Regions from separate parts of the Gossypium hirsutum genome. Here region 1 is linked to region 2. A link is a contact called in public Hi-C data. All regions are on one chromosome and are shown on one strand. Each heading gives the region's core, a stretch centred on a gene start, on an enhancer-like site or on the middle of the called end of the contact. The rest is flanking DNA. Distances are from core to core; before and after follow the strand shown. Region 1 holds the start of LOC107900875 (mitogen-activated protein kinase homolog MMK2-like). Region 2 holds the start of LOC107900891 (FT-interacting protein 3).

Evidence for each region. Hi-C and Micro-C count contacts between places; a contact is called where the count stands out from the background.
Region 1: a contact with region 2 is called in a Hi-C map of leaf, with 5 times the contacts expected there. The contact joins the promoter of LOC107900875 here to the promoter of LOC107900891 in region 2. A contact is called at or near these places in 2 of 34 Hi-C or Micro-C datasets (callus and leaf).

Annotation. Positions count from the first base shown.
Region 1 is chrD08:51,156,200-51,158,899 of Gossypium_hirsutum_v2.1, forward strand. It overlaps LOC107900875 (mitogen-activated protein kinase homolog MMK2-like), which reads right to left and starts at 1,362. Exons shown (of 6, transcript NM_001326893.1): 1 at 1,180-1,362; 2 at 574-703; 3 at 22-159. The coding sequence starts at 1,334.
Region 2 is chrD08:50,899,639-50,902,338 of Gossypium_hirsutum_v2.1, forward strand. LOC107900891 (FT-interacting protein 3) reads left to right here and starts at 1,312. Exons shown (of 2, transcript XM_016826653.2): 1 at 1,312-1,532; 2 at 2,238-2,700. The coding sequence starts at 2,312.

The DNA.
Region 1 (2,700 bases), core at 112-2,611, 260 kb after region 2:
GGGGAAGAATTTGATACCAACCCGACAATGATCATCTGTCAATGGTTGATTGGATCTTATAATTTGATGAAGATCAGTGTCCATCAGTTCATAAACGAGGTAAACATCATTAAAGTTCTCCCACTGTGGAGGCCGTATGATGTCCTTGATGGCAACCACCTGAAGAAAAACAAACAATCAGCATTAACTACTTAGTAATTTGAAGTAGGCATTCCTAGTTAGATTGAAGGTTTACGCACAACATCATAAGATTGGCCCTAGCTTAATGGTTAAAAGTTATTAGGGTAAAACTCAAATAAACTTAAAGGTTAGCCAAATTCCTATAATTAGACAAAATTAGGACAACAAATGTGGGTATTGTTTTTGTCTCCTTTTTTAAGGATGGTCAAAGGCTTACTTGATGGGAAGAAAGGACCTGTTTCATTTCTGCTAATCGTTTAGATGGCAACAGCAACCGGACCCCTGAAGCATGCAAGGAGCCTAATAACTAGGGGGTCTATTGATCTAAACAACATTATCGAAACATCCATCAAAGAGGTGAAAATGCAGAGTATCGAGCTAGCAGGAACTTACATTTTCGTGATCCATGTGACGAAGAAGCTTGATCTCTCGCAATGTCCTTTTGGCATCGATCCGGTTGTCAAATGCATTACCGATTTTCTTGATAGCAACCTCCTCCTGTGTCTCTGAATTCACAGCAGCACTAACAGAAATGGGGGAGCAAATCACATCTCAGCTTCACATTATGAATAATATAATAATACACCGGTGAGCCTAATAAACAGAATGGTCACTTTCGTTAAATATCCTCAACCAGGAAGTTCGGCCTGGAGCCATTCACTTCAATTAGACCCTAAAATTGGCAACCTTAATTTCCTTTAAAAGCAATCACACTGCAAAATTCAGCTAAAGATATGCTAAATGAGAGCCACACTAAAAGTGTCACTCTCAATCCTGTCAATCATCAAAATTCACCATGAAAAAGGAAAAAAAATTATCAATCTACAAATACAAGCCTTAATATTTACTAAAATCCCATAAAAAAGAAACTAAAAAACTGTCATGTAGAGCATCGAGACTGGGACAAACCAAAACTGGAAATCAATCAAAACAGGGAGTTTTAAGGGAAAAAAAATTCGAAAAAAAAATAAAGGGAGCAAAAAGCGGAAAAAACCTTACCAGACAATACCATAAGCACCACGGCCGATGGGGCGAAGAGGAGCAACATATTTTGAGGGAACTTCGAAGAGGTTACCATAAACGTTGTACTGAACATAGCGTCCACCATGAGTTGGTATACCTTTGATGCTTTGATCCCCTGGCCCCATTGACATGTTTCCTGGATATAACCCGAACCCAACTCAGAACCCGAATTGAAAGAAAGATTTTTATGGTGTAATGTTAATAACAGCTGAAATTCAGAGACAGGAAAAAGTGAAGAAATGAGGGTTACAATTTGGGAGAGCGCGTAGGTAAGTATATTGGAAGATGAGTGTGAACCTTTTGAAGTAGAAAAGCTTGAAAGTTCCGTGAAGATTCCCACTTGTTTTGTTCTTTTCTTTTATACAACTTGGCTTTATTTTTCTATCCTGATGGCTTTTTCCAGGAAAAAAGGGTTTACAGTTCAAAGAAATTGCCTGTTGGAAGTCGTTTCTGGAAAAAGAGATGACTTTCCTGTTTCATGTGGTCAAAGTTATTGTTATTCTCCTGTCCGTACTGTTGGTTAAGCTTAACCAATCAAGAAGCTGAGATTTATGTTAGAAACTAGATGAAGAAAATATTTTCCATTTGCAGCTGCAGGCCCATTCTCCACTTCTTTCATTTCTCACATTTTAATCTTATACTTATTTCTTAATTTATCATTTTTATTTTATTTAAAAAATTGTTCTTAAAACTTAAATGGTGGCTTTTTAATTCAAAAATAATCTTCTTTTCTATAAATTAATAACAAAAAAAATTGATATAATTCAAAGTCTAATTTGAAGACAATTATTGCACTGGGTCCAGTCCCACCGTTTAATCCGGTAGATGGACACGTGATGGCGGCGCCACTAACAATTGCAGGCATGTGAAGCTAATTGATTCCCAGACATGCCAATGTACCGTCTTTCCTTTTCCTGAATTCTGATCTTACAAACACTTGGAGATTACCCTGAATTCTAATTTAGATGTATTTTTAAGATCCAATTTGCATCAGAATCAGAGTCAAACAAATATTTGTTCAAGTCTTGCAAGTCAATAGTCAAACTTCCCTTTTTACATATTTAGTAATACACCAGCACAACTTATGTCAAATTTTAAGTTAATTTCTTTCTCAAAAATGGATTTAAAATTTTATCTAAATCCGATTCAAATAAAAAATACTAAACTCAAACTTGATTTAGTTAGTCGTATTAATTTTTTATATAAAAATAAATTTAAAAAATATAATATATTAAATATACTAAAACATTAAAATAAATGTTTCTACAAATTAAAAATATATTTTTAAAAAAAAGTCTCTATACTTAACAACACTAATATAAATAGTAGCAAAATTAACAATAAGAATAATACAATATTCAAACAATAATAATAACATAGTAACAATATAATAGCAAAATTGTAACAAAACAACAGCAGAAAAAAAAAATTTAAACTGATCAGGTCGAGGCCAGGCCATAAAATCTTATCTGAGACTTGGCCCATTTAAAAAACCAA
Region 2 (2,700 bases), core at 62-2,561:
TTATAATTAAACCCTCATTCAACTATTCTGTACATATTTAAATATGCAAAAAAAAAAAGTCCCTAATTAATTTTACATGAGAACAATTTTACTCATTTAAGTTGTTTTGTACATATAAAATCAAGTTTGACTAATTTAGGAATTTCTTTTGATAGAATACTAAGTTACGAATTTCAAATTTGTTTTCATCTTTTACTGTAAATAGTTTTTTTTTTTTTTTTGGAATAAGGAAAGCATGAATACTAGTCTAGGATGAGTCCTTGGACCAAAAAGTTTTGCTTTATTTTCTTGGTCTTTTTATTCTATTTTGCTTTTTAATTTCCTGTTGATCACAGAAATAAAATCTGGAAAATGAATGGAGGAGGAAAGCCCACAATAAAATTCAAAATTTTTTTATAATTTTTATTAATAAAAAGCAATACATTAGAAATTCTAAAACCATTTATCTGGCCTATTCATAAATTATTTTTAATTGATACCTAACTATACCTCTAAAATTTAATAAAACATCTTAATTTCTAACCGTAATGAGACCAAGAGTTTCACTTTTCATTTCGTATTTTAATTACTGTTTCTTTTTTCCACCAATCATCTAATTTTCAGTTAAGTTGTCAAAATAATTTGAAAAACACGCAAAATTAAATTAAAGAACAGTCAACTAAAGACGACATCCACACGCAATTTGAAAATAATTACCACACGTGTCAATAAAGTACAGCGCGTGCCATTAACGAGCACATTCAAGAGTGTTGAAATTGTAAAAAAAAAACGTCAACACCCGTATCTTTGTCGTATAAGATTAGAAGTGCAAGAAAAGGTCGATATTTCTTGAAAGTCCCTGTTTTATACCATTTTTCATTTTTAGTCCTTCTATTGTAAATTGATCCTTTCTGATCCTATATTTTCGAAATAGGTGGTTATTTTTTGTTAATTTTGTCAGATACTTTGGAATGGTTTAATTTTAAAAAAATATGATGATTTGGCATATAAATTTTGATATTTTTTATATGGTAACAATTTTTTTACACGTTTAAAGAAAAGAGAAAACTGTATAATATTTATCCAAAACTAAAATAAAAAATGCAAAAGTATATATGCTGCAGCACATATATTTTAAAAAATAATCCAAGTGAAATTATTTAATAAAATTAACAAATACACATTTTGAAAAAGCAAAGAGGTTAAAAATGAGCAAATTTTAGCACATAAACTAAATTTCCCGAAATGTTACAGGGACTTTCGTGAAATTTAACCAAAAGGGAAAGTTGGAAACTGATAATTAAATTTAAGCAGTGAATCCCTTCTTATTTCGTTTTGATTTTCTTTAATTTTTCTTCATCATCTTCCAAAAAAAAAAAATTTCATTTTACTCGTTTTAGACGGCTCTCTAATATTCTCTCGGTCAACTGTATTTTATTTCTAATTTTTTAAATTAATCTCCTTCTCTCCTAAGTTTCATAGATGCTATCATATACAGTCCTTTCAAGCTTCCTTTCACTTTCCTAACAGAGCTTTCAGCTTTTAAAACAGAGGTCAGTTGTTGTTAATCTCTTTAAATTCCCTTAAATCCTTTTCTTCTTGTTCGATTATTTTATTTTATTTTTATTGTGTATTCAGGGTTTTTTCTACTCTTGATATCTGATTGTTGGGTGTTCTTTGAAACCTGAAAAAAGTAAGTTGATTCTTCCTTTTCTTTCTTCAAACTTAAAAAAAAATTGACGCTTTTCATAGAGGAAAGTTTTTGCTATAAGTTTCTTAAATAACCAAAAAAAAAAAACCCAGTAATTGTTTCCCAGAAGGAAACATAGACTGAGCTTTTATCTTGTAAAAGGATCAAAAAGATTCTGTGTGTGTATATATATATTCTGATGTGAACCAAAAGTATGGTATCTTTCTCTCAGAATCTTGCTTTAGTATGAGAAAAAAATTCATGGAATTATTTCCCCTTTTTAATCTCTGGCTGGAATCTCAACTTTCGTTTTTCATAATTTTACATGATAAAATTACAGATTATATACTGCTTGGTTGGCAAGAATTTGGATAATTTAAATTGAAAAAAATAGTTATTTATATATAACAAAATTCATTGCAGTTTCATGCTAGTTCTCATTATACTGGGTTCTTGTTGTTTTCATTTGTTGTGTTTTGCGCCTTTTTGCATTTTCAGTGCTCAAATCCTTTCGATATTGCTTGCTTTTTTGTTCATGGAGGGACTGAAATTCATCTTTTTATTTCAGGTATTATTTTGATCGACTCCAATTACCGATAGTCAATAAAGTGATTTCCGGTTCCGCTTTGATTGATACAAACTATGAGTAGTCTCAAGTTGGGGGTGGAGGTGGTGGGGGCGCATGACCTGTTAGCCAAAGATGGACGGGGATCATTCTGTCCCTTTGTGGAGCTCGAGTTTGATGGCCAGAGATGCCGGACCACTACTAAAGAGAAAGATCTCAGTCCGGTATGGAACGAGAGTTTCTATTTCAACGTATCGGATCCAAACAAGTTGTCCAGCCTCCCACTTGAAGCTTTTGTTTACAACCATAACAAAGCAAACAACGCGAAGACTTGTCTTGGGAAGGTTCGACTCACTGCACCATCGTTCGTGAATTACTCGGATGCGGTTGTTTTGCACTACCCTCTTGAGAAACGAAGCATTCTCTCCCGTGCGAAAGGAGAGCTTGGTTTGAAAGTGTTTGTTAC